3 separate regions of the Canis lupus genome follow, and all the other regions are linked to region 2. Evidence: chromatin contacts called from public Hi-C data. All regions are on one chromosome and are shown on one strand. The core of a region is the stretch at or near the end of the contact, and the rest is flanking DNA. Distances in the headings are between cores, read along the strand shown.

Region 1 (4,126 bases), core at 664-3,163, 78 kb after region 2:
TTGAACAGATTTATGTTAAGGCTTTTAAAATGTTAAATGAATATTTTCTTCTTGAATATATTTGAGGAGACTAAACTGCTCTAAAACTCAAACATTTAATACAAATCAAACATTCCTTAAAAAATATTAATGAAATATATATTATATTTTAAAATATAGTCATAACATTATCGTGTTAGTGTGTTAGGGCCACTCATAACATATTACCACAGACTGGGTAGCTCAAGCAACAGAAATGTATATTCTCACAGTTCTGGAGGCTAGAAGACCAAGATAATGGTGTTGGCTTGGTTTCTTCTGAGGCCTCTGTCCTTGGCTTGTAGATGACCATCTTCTCCCTGTGTCTTCACATCTTCTTCCTTCTGTACCTGTCTGTGTCCTAATCTTCTCTTCTTATAAAGATACCAGTCATACAGGGTTAGATCTATTTGATGACCTCATTTTAACTTAATTACATTTTTAAAAACCCTATTTCCAAACAGTCACATTCTGAGATAATGGGGGGTTAGGACTTCAACATATGCATTTTGGAAGGGCACAATCCAGCTTATAACAAATTCATATTAACTATACCCACAAGAAAAATATATTCTTCTTTGTTGGACATCTTCAGAATCATTGACTATGCATGAAGAATATATTTATACTCACTGACTATATTTGAGAAAAATATATGCATGAATATATCCAAAGAGTACTCCTTGAAACAAGCTTTGGGAAACTGGTTATTTTGGTAAATTTGACAAGTTGGCCATATGGCAAATTGACACTTTGCTGAACTGCCTCTCTGAGAATTAACAATTTGGTATACTGATCCAGAGCTGATGTAAAGTCTATATGAACCAAAATCTACTGGGACCTCCCCACCCTTTAAAACTATCACAATTATCTGAGAGAGAAAAGTACCCAGAACCATGCACACCTACTGAAACAAGAGCAACACTTAGTTGATAGGTAGCTGGCAAAGGGCATTCTTGAGGGAAGAGGGGAGGTGGGGCCAGGTTAGTGGGGTACTCTCTGGGGGTTTCAGGATCCTGGTACGTGGAAGGGGGAGAGTGGAGAGGAGAGAAAGATGATCCTCGGGATAACTCTGCTTCCCAACTTTGCTTCTGCTTCCCTTTTTCTGCATCTCCCCCAATCAGGCCACATGGGCATTTCTGTGTCACAGATGGCACTTCTAAGTCACCCACCAAGGATCCTTAGCAGCATAAGCTCCTTAATCTCAGGACCTAAATCTCCTTTTTGATTCATTTAACAGTGAAAACCCAAGGACATTGGTGGTGAACCCCCTTCCCTTCGACATCCGTGTCCAAATGCAGCTTCATCTCTTTCCTTCACTCCATTAGTCTACTGAAGTAGTGACCCTCTTCTTTCCAGAATCAATCCATTTGCCTTTGTTCTGGATTGCATTCCTTCTATCTGGGATCCTCTAAATCTCACTTCATAAATTACGTAGTGTCCCATCCCCAGTAACCCCACATTATCTTCAGCCACAATCTCTCTCCCTTCACCCTCTCCTACCTGCTTTCTCTCAATCCTAAGGCTCTCACTCCTACCAAACTCTATGAAATAAGCTACTACTCTTTCTCCACTCTTACCTTGCTTTTCATCCACAACTGCTTATGTCTGTATTCCAAGGACCTAGTCACACATCATAGGTGCCTCAAGAAAAGAAAGTTGGATTATTACTAAGCTGGATAATGGAATATTCCTCCAGCAATAAGTGCAAGAATCATACAGAATGTAAGATGCTGTTCTTGTTTTTAAGGAGGGGGCCATGGAGTTAGCACGATACATGAAACAAGAAACATGAAAAAATGTCATCAAAGCCACAATGTGAACAAACAGAACAGAATCTTTAAAATGAAGGCATCTGGAGAGGCCTCTGGGCTAGATGAACACCTTCCTGTTTCCACCCAGCACTGACATAAATGCAAATCAACAAAGTCAGAATAAAGTTCAAGGACCAAAGGGGATCCTTAGCCACTGTGCCACAACTAGGGGTTTACATAAAATGAATATAATGAGTATTTTGGATTTTCGTACCCAAAGGAGGAAGGCGCCAGGGGATAAATGAGCTCTGAGCAGTGGTCAATTCAGAGCATATATCAGCATACATGGCACTTCTTCAGTGTCTAGAGGCCTAAAGCTGGAACCAGAAGCCAGCTGTTCCTGGCTCTCCCTGGTGGTATACCCCTCACTGTAACAGGTGGGGTGATGCTTTGAAGATGGGAGTATGCAAGGCAATCTCAGGATTCTCTGCCCTCTGCACGTCCTCCACCACCTTCAGGACCCACCCATCCAGGCAGCCACAGAACTTCCTTTTCTCTGAGCAAAGCTGGCAGCTGAGAGCAAACCCCAGTGGGTTCCTGCAGCTGAGCCCTCCTGTGACCTTCAGCCCTGAGGAGAGCCCTGTCTGATGAACAAGGACCCGAGGGGCCTCGGAACCCCTGCAAGTCCAGTGTCTAATGCTCTGGTCTCCAATGGGCTGGAAGTTCCCATAAGACAAAGCACTGTTTATGGCCTGCCCTGGAAGTCCTTTAACCCTAAGGCTCCCAGGAACAATGAAATAAGCCACAGTGTTGACTTGAGGAGTTTTTTCATTTGATATGTTGGAGAAGCCAAAGGAAACATATTTGCAAAACCAGGCCAATCCTCTATGCTCCTATAGTAATAAGTATTTATAAAATGAGTGGCATGTATTGGGCTCTGTCCCATAGCACTTAACTCCTTTCAGGAACTAGCTCCTTTTCATGCCAGCCAGCAGCTCACAACTTGCTGGTATCCCTGGCACCTACCACAAGGCCTGGCCCACTGAACACAAATGAGGAGAGATGGCGACTCTGCCTCTCCATATCTCCTGTGAAGAGAAAAAGTGAGGGCAAAGATTGATAAGGTCTGCCGGAAATCACCTAGGGTCTGAGGGAAGAAAGCCTGAGGGACCAAGGGGAACTGATCCACAATCTATCCCCACGCCCTTCTGCAGACCCTCAGATAGGCACACCTGTTCGTTCAGAGATGAAGCAGATCCTCAGGCAGTAACTGTGAACTGAGAAAGCTAGTGGTCCTGGCAAAATGATTGTTTATTCTCAAATGTGGAGAGGGCCTGACTGAGTGGGCTGAAGAAGGAATCACAGCTTTTGTCAAAGGTGAGCCAAACACAGTAACTCACACTTCCATTCACCTTTCTTTCTTTTTTAAAGATTTTATTTATTTATTTATTTATTTATTTATTTATTTATTTATTTATTTATTTATTTATTTATGATTTTATCTATTAATTCATGAGAGAGAGAGAGAGAGAGAAAGAGGCAGAGACACAGGCAGAGGGAGAAGCAGGCTCCATGCAGGGAGCCTGATGTGGGACTTGATCCCGGGGCCCCAGGATCAGGCCCTGGGCTGAAGGTGGTGCTAAACTGCTGAGCCACGCAGGCTGCCCAGATTTTATTTATTTATTCATGAAAGACACACACAGAGAGAGGCAGAGACACAGGCAGAGGGAGAAGCAGGCTCCATGCAGGGAGCCCGATGTGGGGCTCAATCCCAGGACTGCGGGATCACGACCTAAGCTGAAGGCAGATGCTCAACCGCTGAGCTACCCAGGCGTCCCCATTCAGCTTTCCAACTGACATTTGGCTCTCATATCCATTTTACTGTTTGAGCCTCTAAAGAACTCTGTGGGTGGATAGAACAAACGTCACCACCATCATCATCCCCATCTTACAGATGAAGAAACAAACTCAGATCTAGGGACTTGCCCAAGGACTCATGGCTTGTCAACAGCAGGGGTAGGAGGTCAGCCTTCGCCTTCTGGCCTTCATCTAGCCTGGAATGTTCCCACCAAGAGGTGCTGAGGCAACAGGGGCTGGGTGGTTCAGTTGGTTAAGCATCTGCCTTCAGCTCAGGTCAAGATCCTGGGGTCCTAGGATTGAGCCTTACATCAAGCTCCCTACTCAGCAGGGGGTCTGCTTCTCCCTCTCAGTATTCTCTCATCAATCAATCTATTTTTAACAAGTGCTGAGGCAAGTCTTTAGTCAGGAGAGGGACAGGCCCATCTGAGGTGGCTCTGAGTGGCTACTCTGAATCACCATCAATGCCTGGTAGCAAAACGCTCTGGAACCTCATG
Region 2 (4,528 bases), core at 1,469-3,968:
AGATCTCTGCCTGTTTCTTGGCCTGTTGAGTGTTGGAGGCTTCAACCTGGGCCTGCCAGGGGTCAGCAGTCCTTTGACCCTGACTGTGACCATTCATTGCCCTACTCCAAGGGCCTGGGGCCTTCCCACCATGAGGGTGTGGTCTGGAACCCCGAATACACCTGTCCTGAGACTGAAAAATACATCAAGAATCCCAACAAGCCGGCCTTGCATCCTTGAGGCTGGCATCCTTCACATGAGCTTTTGAAATCAGTCATGTGTCTCCAGCTGTCCCAGAGTTACAAAAAGTCCCTGTTTTAATGAGGAGCTGTGGAATGCTAAGGCTAAAGCTGCCTTTAGTTCTTTCAAAAGTTTCAATTATGGGTTAATCCTGACATTCTTTGACTTTACTAAATGGGCAGGAGCCTTTCGTTGGCGGGTGGTGGTGGGAGGGGGGAGGGCAGGAATAAATTCTGGCTCCCAGGTCTGAATTTGATCCAGGAAATGTGTGTCTAGGCATCCTCTGGGTGGCAGAGAGAATAGGGGAGTGGGGATCCATGGCAGGAGCTGTGCTGTGGCCCTTCATGCCTACAAGATACCCTAGAAGGAGGGGGATGCTGCGTGGGTGCGTTGGTGGGGTAAAGGGAGGGTGTGCCTTGGCTAATGGGGTTGGCCACCACTTGCTCATGCACATTACTGCCATGCAACAATGAGAGCCTGGCGTTGCGGACGCTTCTGATTCTTGAAAAAAATTCAGAAATCTCAATTTTACCTGAATTCTACTAATTTTAAAATGCCGAAACATTTAGTCTAGAAAATTCTTCAGACCAAGTGAATCATACCATCTAGCCACAGACTGAGACTCTGAGTGGAGAGCCTGGCCTCAGGAACTGATCTAGGTGTTGCTCTAACATTCAGCTTCCAAATAAGCAGAACCCTCAAAGGAGATTCTCAAGTCTTAAGACCTAAATCCACCTCCTACTTGGCAATTTCTATTGTTGGCGGGAAAGAAGGCCCTAGCTATCTGAAGTTCTAGATATTCCCTTTCTCTGCTGCAGTGTAACACCCTACTGCAGTGCCATGGATCTATAGCCTGTACCTTCCCTCTCCCTCTGTCTGCCCTTCCTCCCAGGAACCCCCCAGTAACAGAGAACCCACTCCCTGGACCACGTCAGGTGGGTGGGACACCCAGTATACAGGCTATATCACTGTCTCCATTCCCATGCCAGGAAAAATTCAAACCCAATGAACAGAGGAGTACCTTATGGACAACCTTGAGCTATCAACTTATTTTTTAGAGGCAAAGTGCCTGTGTACTTTGGTACTCTATCAGAAACAACTTACTCATGACACATGTTATAGAGGATGAGTAGTGGCTCTAGAATTTCTATAGAGGAAAGTCTTGAAGGTAGCTTTTGTTTGGAAGCAAGGAATAGCCCAAAGGACTTTTCCTAAAACTACAATCTATATTAAACTCTCTTTGTACTTAAATTGCACATTTATTTAAAAAAACAAAGAAAACCTCCAGAAGCCCTGTCACCGTCATTGGTCAGGACATACACAAAGGCGACAAGATAGGGAGAGACATACCCCTGCTTCTACATGGGGAGGGGAATGGGCAGGACGAGGTCCCAGAACAATCCAGGTACAACATAAGCCCCACAGCTCAAGAAAATATTCAAATTGGAGGTTGAACATTTGAGCCTAGTTCCTGAAAATGTCCTGGATGAAAAGGATGCATTCTTACCAACAGGCTGAGCCATTCTGGACGAAACCAAACTTGCTCCTTGGCAAAGGTCAGTGGTAATGCCAGAATGTCCCAGACACCTGCTCCCATGGGCTTCTTCCGCCAGGCAGCCAGATGGCTCATTATGACCAACATGCAGCCCTCCAGGCCTGGTGCCCTGGCTTGTTGGCAACAGATGGCCTGGGGGACAGGGACTTAACCCCATCGCTCAGACTGTATCCCAGGGGATCCTGTCCATGGTCCCCTTCTTAGGATCAGCCAACTCAAGGACACCAGGGAAAATGTTCTTAGCATTTACTTCAGAATAACTTTCAAACTCTAGAAAAGTAACATAAAATGTAATACTCCTGACTTGCCAGGAAGTGGTCAAATTCTCTCTGTCACCATAATGCCACTATTTGGTATTATTTCAAGTAAGTGATCCATGTATAACGCAGAGGGTTTCAATATTTAAAAATAAACAGGCCATTGACCCTTCACTAAATTGGTGGCTGTCATCACACTTAATGACTGCCTCACGAGCACATCATTCCCTTCTGGAAAATCAGTCATCAGTGACTGGCAAGAAATCACACTGTTCTTGTTTAAAATTTATCTATTAATGGAAGGATTGACTTTACTTTTTTCCTTCGACTTTTTAAACAGTAGTAATTCAACACGGAAAGAAATGTGATGTTTGTAGCTTATGTTTCTCCCCGGGGAACGAAGAGATCTCATAGGACATACACGCGGGTGTGAACCTGCCTTCACAGTTATGCACTATTAGTATTTTTTAGTTGGAGCATGTCTGAGGGATCAGGGGTCAAGAAAGCCATTTCAGCAGGGTGGTCCCCAACTGCGGCTTCCTCTGTCCTCAGCCACCGCCTTGCAGTCACCCGTGGGTGTGTTGCTGCCATCTGCCTCACTCAGCTCCCCACAGCACTTCCTCTACCACCGCCGCCGCCCCCACCCTCAGGGCAGGGAGGCCAGGAAACCCGGCCCCAGCAGAGGCTCCCAGCTGAGCATCCTCAAGGCCCCTGAGCAGGGCAGAGGCAGCCAGTGACATCAAGGACAGGAGGAGGGCTCTGGGAGGGGCTTGTGGCCGCTTGGCTGGACGATCATCTATCTTTTAACTTTTCATCTTGGTTTAGAACGCTGTTGGATTTCTTGGTCTCAAGCGCCTTCATCAGTCTGCAGGTCTCCTGGTTTGCTCTGTGTGAGTCTGCTAAACACAGATGAGAAGATGACAGATGAGACATGAGTTTTGGTAACATCAGTTCCTGGTGATAGGAGACGTAGATGATATGTGGGTACTCTTTCAACATGCATTTAGCCTGTTTAAGAATCAAAACTCACCTAAGTAAATTTCAAGATCTAATTGGCTTTATTCAACAATTTGTGAAACAGGCAGTGTCCCATCTAACAAATAGGAGGGTGCTCTGAGGAGCTGTACAAAATGGAAGGTTTTTATAGGCAGGAAAGGGACAGGACAAAGAAGTTATTAGTGAAAGAGAAGAAAGGATTGATTCAGACAAGGTCATCTTCCCTTAGGGGTAAGGGCAGGGGTCTTGGCAGATGCCCTCACTAGTGCTGATCAGGAAAACACAGGCTGATTGGTTTAAAATCCACTCCTGGGAAAAAAGACTGAAACTGTAATAAGGTTAGGTGCTAAGTCTAGAGTTGGACTTAACATAAGTGACTCCATTTTGGATCTGTAGTTTCTTTTTTTTTTTTAAGATTTACTTATTTATTTTAGAGAGAGTGAGAGAGCACGGGGAGGAGCAGAGAGAAAGAGAGAATCTTAAGCAGACAGACTCCCTGCTCAGTTTGGATCCCGCCAGTGAGGGGCTCGATCTCATGACCCTGAGATCGTGATCTGAGCCAAAATCAAGAGTCAGGCACTTAACCAACTGAGCCACCCAGGCACCCCTCTGTCGTTTCTTTTTTTTTTTCCCTTTGTTTCTTTTTGTAACAAGCCTAAACACTTGTACAAACAGCATATTGAGAGCAGAAACTGACTTTAATTTCTTCTCTTAGGTAATGACAGTAAGTGTTCTCAGGCAATTTGTGTTTTTTGCATTCCTATTTTCCAGCCACTACTGCAAGACCATGAAATTCAATATCAGAAAGGGACCTGAACTGAATGTGAAAGACATTCTGGCTAGCAAGTACAAACCAAATTAGTCTTCTTCTCATGGGTAGGGTCCCTATAAGCAGGGGAAAGAAACAGCCTCCTAAGGCAGGGCAAGCAGCATGGAGCCATGGGCTACACATGGTCTATATTTTCTTGGAATCAAAGGTCCTTCAAAAACCGGCTGGGAACATTAAGATGTTTTTAATTAAAATAACCACAAACCCCTACTGTGGAATAGCATGCAAAAATCAGAGAGCCCGCCCCACCCCCCACTTGGAATCCCTCCTCCACCTGTGTCTCCTAGTGGAAAGGGGGCTGCTGCTCAGGACCAGGGATGGGGGGGGGGGGGGCCCGGATACAGTGGTGGGGAGGCAGGAGGGAGCAGGGACAGTCCGAGCTGCGGGTGGGAGGAAGGGCAGAGGCACTAGAGAAGCTAAGTCCCTGTCAGGCAGAGGTATTACTGTGGAGGTCTGGAGGGCCCTAGGTTAGAGGGGGAAGCACAGAAATGCTTTGGGGAACACTGAACTTCAGCAGGGCTTCACGTTTCAGTAGTGGGGGAGAGGCAATTGCTTGGAACTGCAGATTTGGAGAAGGCCTGTCTTTGAAGCAAACCCAGGGTCCTCTCAGTGGGGGCTTGTCTGCTGTGAAGTTCTCCTCCCCTCTCCTAGGGAAGTGGGGAGGCTTGCAAG
Region 3 (4,289 bases), core at 20-2,519, 91 kb before region 2:
CGGGACTCGATCCCGGGTCTCCAGGGTCACGCCCTGGGCTGAAGGCAGGCGCTAAAGCGCTGGGCCGCCCAGGGATCCCCTCGTCTAGGATTCTTAAAGAAAAGCTAGGTGGTTAAGTTACTGCTCAACACACTAACTTAAGTATGAAAAGTTATCACCTTAAAAAGTTGAAAACGCAGCAAGGGACTGGAACTCTGGTTAACACTGTCATTTTTAAGTAACAGGGTCTGGTCCCGAAGAGATGTGTAAGACAGGGCTCGAACACCGAAAAGCGGGGTTTCCTGGCAAACCCAAGCCTGGTAGAAGCGCCGCACTGCTTGGCCGACTCCACACCAAACGCGGGCCTCCCACGTGTCTTTCAGGAAATGCACAGAACACGCGGGATGAGGGAGGCCAAGGACGGGCTGGGAGACGTACAAACAGCATATAGGGCTTTCCCGGGTGACTGAGGACGCGCGGAGGCTGGGGCGGGCCCAAGGGAACTCGCTGAGCACCTGGCGGGCACCGACGTCCGGAAGCAGCCTGGGGGAGGCTTTCACCGCGGGAGAGGGCTGGCCGCGGGCCCCGCCCTCGGGAGCTCCCCAGTGGATTTGCCTGCTCTGGTTCGAGAGGGCTGGGGGAGGCGAGAGCGCGCCACAGGGACGCAGAAAGTCCGCGTACAGCGCCAGGCGGGCACGGGTCAGAGTCCGAGTTTCGCGGGTCTGGGGCCTGACCGCAGCCGCGAGGCCTCCAGGCCGCCGTAGCCCCGCCCCCTCGCGCGTGGCGCCCATGACGCTGGGCGCGCGGGCCGCGCTCCTTACAGAGCTCGCTCTCACCGAACGGTCGGCCTTGCTGCGCCTGCGTGATCGGGAGGGGAAGTGAGGCGGTTTCTTCGGCGCCTTTTCCGGCGGCGGCGGCGGCGGCAGCGGCAGAGCTGGGAGGAGGCGGTGGAGGCCAGAGGGAGCCCGCGCTCAGGGCGGCGGCTTGAGGTAACCTCGCGAACTGAGCTGGAAGGACGAGTCACCTGGGCCTCCGCTCCCTTCTGGCCTGCCGGCAGTAACTCCCTTCTTCCTCTCTGTGTCTCTGCAGGCGGCGCACCGGATCCCGGCGAGGATCAATGACCTGACGAGGCGCCGGAGCCGCGCTGACTCTCGGGTGGCCTGGGTCGGTGGTGAGCCCGGTGCTCGTGGACCGGCGGGTGGGCCGGAGGGCTTCGACCTCCCGCGGCCGAGTGAAGAGAAGGCGGAGGAGCGGGAACCGCGGCGGCGCTAGCGCGGCGCTTGCGGGGGGAAGGGCAGTTCCGGGCCGGGCCGCGCCTCAGCAGGGCGGCGGCTCTCCCGGCGCAGACTCAGGGCCCCGGCGGCGGCGGCGGCTGGAGGAATCAAGTTGTGCGGTCGGTGATGCCCGAGTGAGTGGCGAGCCTGGGCCTCTGCCCCGAGGAGGCAACTCCCACGCAGGCCGCACGGGCGCCCTCGCGGCCGGGAGGCTTCGTTTCGGTTTCGCGGCGGCTGCGGCGTAGTTGGCTGAGGGGACCCGGGACACCTGAATGCCCCCGGCCCCGGCTCCTCCGACGCGATGGGGAAGGTGCTATCCAAGATCTTCGGGAACAAGGAAATGCGGATCCTCATGTTGGGCCTGGACGCGGCCGGCAAGACAACAATCCTGTACAAGTTGAAGCTGGGCCAGTCGGTGACCACCATTCCCACAGTGGGTTTCAACGTGGAGACCGTGACTTACAAAAACGTCAAGTTCAACGTATGGGATGTGGGCGGCCAGGACAAGATCCGGCCGCTCTGGCGGCATTACTACACCGGGACCCAGGGTCTGATCTTCGTAGTGGACTGCGCCGACCGCGACCGCATCGACGAGGCCCGCCAGGAGCTGCACCGCATTATCAATGACCGGGAGATGAGGGACGCCATAATCCTCATCTTCGCCAACAAACAGGACCTGCCTGATGCCATGAAACCCCACGAGATCCAGGAGAAACTGGGCCTGACCCGGATTCGGGACAGGAACTGGTATGTGCAGCCCTCCTGTGCCACCTCAGGGGATGGACTCTATGAGGGGCTCACATGGTTAACCTCTAACTACAAATCCTAATGAGCATTCTCCACCTATCCCCCGGAAGGAGAGAAATCAGAAACCCATTCATAGGATTATCGCCACCATCACCTCTTTCAATTGCCACTTTCTCTTCTTTTGAATTTGAACTCTGGAGTTACTGTTCTACGGTTGGGGAGGGGGGGGGGGTTTAGGGGTTTCCTTTTTTGTTTCTCTTTCTCCCCCCCCCCCCCCTTTTTTTTTGCTTTGCATTAGGATGCTCCGATCTGACATTTGACATGACCACAAAGTGCTAGATGCTCTTACTGACTTCCAGCAAATGGGATGGGGGAAATATAGCAGTTTTTGGTAAAGTCCTTTATAATAATGGTTTGATTTTTTTATTTCGAGAGAATCTTTTTTGCAATGTATGCTTTTTTCCTTTTTGCCCAGTTTCCTTATCACTTGCTGTAGATGGCTTATTTTGCATTCATGCAGACTATGTTGCAAGTCTGTTTCATCTAGTAAACTGAAAATTATTGCTTAATCAAACTGCCGTTTGTCTTTTATATTTAAGGCCTTTACTCCTCCCTTATGAGTTTTACCTTTAACTTAGTAATTTCAAATGTGACCTTTTATATCTAAGACCAGTATAGTAAACTTAGCCTACAGTGGCAAATAATGAGTAATATCATTGTAATATGTTCCAGTTGCACATCAGTATGTTAAACAGGTAATGTAAGAAGTTCTTTGAAATGTCAGCTATTAAGTTCTGAAACATACATCATGCATGAGTAGGGCTAAAACGCAAGTTCCTTATTACATAGCTAACTTACACTGCATAAAAAGATGAAAGTGTAACCCGTCAACAGATTTTTTTTCACTGCAAAAGTTAGCAACTTTGCTGTGTTTCCCTCTTTTTTAACTTTAAAAGTAGACTCTTTCCAGAAAATGGAGCAATAATGGTGTAGGCCACACACAGATGAGATATCTGTAGATATTTTCAGTGACATTGGGGCAAAACTGGAATATATACTTTTACCACATTTCAAATGTCTAAGACCAATACTTTAAAAGTTACTAGAATGTTTACTTTGTTCATTAATAAAAGCGTTTAACAATTCAAATTATACACATTTTCTACCTAGTTGAAAGAATACACATTCCTGTTTTCACATTAGAGCAACTGATTAAGCTGAAGATAGAAGTTTTTTTATAATTGAGTGATCCACATCTCCATTAATTAGAACACTGGAAAAGATGTTTTATAAAAAAGGTATTTAATTCTGTTTGATTGTAGGATTAACTCATACAAATAGATCTCCTGTTGGTTCATTAATACACTATCTCCTTTAAGGAAGGAAATGTGATGAATGAATGATGTGTAGACTTGAGAAATGACAATTAAAGGGGAAGTAGGATGAAGAAAGAACCTACAGATGACAATGAATGTAAACTTATTTTTCTTCAAGGGTAAGCAGTGTGCTCACTGGTGATATCCAGATCCTAGCAAGATTACTTGCTTAGCTTGTTAGGACCCGTAACTAGCTTATCGAGACCACTATGATGATACCTTGAACCAAATGTTAATGCTTGATACAGAATTGTGAGCAGCATCTGGTTCTCATATAGCCTTAAGGATTAATTTTAGAGATCCTCAAGGAATTAAACGTAGGGAATTTAAGAAATGTAGACTGCAAAGGCAGTATACAGGAAAAGGTGGAGTGGGTTTTGTTCAGGAGGGTGTCTGAAAACTAAAATGGAGCGGGATATCATGGTACATAGTTGGACAGTATTGGTCCTTCGTGCTTTGGCCATATTGTATAATGGAGCTTTTACCAAAGATGTATGAGAAGCATAAGGTATAAAAAGTTAACTATTGAAAGTAAAACTCTGACACATTTTACTTAAAGCAGATGAGAAAAGGTGCTATGTTGTAGGCTCCTGATGGTGCAGAGGGATTTTTTAATACAAAATGCAACTAAGGTATAGAGTTCTCAGTTTTGCTTTAGAAGTATTTCTAGAAATGAAGCTGACAGACCCATCCGAGAACATTTTAGTTGCTTTTAAATTTCCCAAAGCTCCACCATAAATCTAATTCTTAGTGTTTTAAATGATTGCATTTTAAGGTACATAAACATGGGTTATACAAATATCAATGCTATAGTAACATCTTTAGACAAGACAAGCACAAAGGTATAAATGCCTAAACTGGAGGAAACTTGAAACCCTCATCTTAATTCCTAAATGTAGTATTTCTAACTTGT

What was found. Hi-C and Micro-C count contacts between places; a contact is called where the count stands out from the background.
Region 1: a contact with region 2 is called in a Hi-C map of skin fibroblasts, with 1.5 times the contacts expected there. The contact joins two enhancer-like sites. A contact is called at or near these places in 2 of 9 Hi-C or Micro-C datasets (blood and skin fibroblasts).
Region 3: a Hi-C map of blood shows a contact between it and region 2, with 1.9 times the contacts expected there. The contact joins the promoter of LOC119876490 here to the enhancer-like site in region 2. A contact is called at or near these places in 2 of 9 Hi-C or Micro-C datasets (amygdala and blood).

The regions. Positions count from the first base shown.
Region 1 is chr8:26,837,293-26,841,418 of UU_Cfam_GSD_1.0, forward strand. VCPKMT (protein-lysine methyltransferase METTL21D) reads right to left here. Exons shown (of 8, transcript XR_005363233.1): 7 at 1,599-1,662; 8 at 1-389. Among named protein-coding and RNA genes, the nearest start is that of VCPKMT, 21 kb to the right of the region's middle. Within about 2 kb of position 1,914, at least 2 of the 20 cell types and tissues checked have an H3K27ac peak or open chromatin away from gene starts, as enhancers often do. A contact at or near this core is called in blood, where this site is marked.
Region 2 is chr8:26,758,378-26,762,905 of UU_Cfam_GSD_1.0, forward strand. LOC111097026 (a long non-coding RNA gene) reads right to left here. Exons shown (of 4, transcript XR_005363227.1): 4 at 4,176-4,528. It also overlaps the pseudogene LOC119876481. Among named protein-coding and RNA genes, the nearest start is that of ARF6, 91 kb to the left of the region's middle. Within about 2 kb of position 2,719, at least 7 of the 20 cell types and tissues checked have an H3K27ac peak or open chromatin away from gene starts, as enhancers often do. A contact at or near this core is called in blood, where this site is marked.
Region 3 is chr8:26,668,630-26,672,918 of UU_Cfam_GSD_1.0, forward strand. It overlaps LOC119876490, which reads right to left and starts at 1,270. Exons shown (of 3, transcript XM_038544659.1): 1 at 159-1,270. The coding sequence starts at 770. It overlaps ARF6 (ADP-ribosylation factor 6), which reads left to right and starts at 807. Exons shown (of 2, transcript XM_038544661.1): 1 at 807-968; 2 at 1,069-4,289. The coding sequence starts at 1,555. The coding sequence ends at 2,082.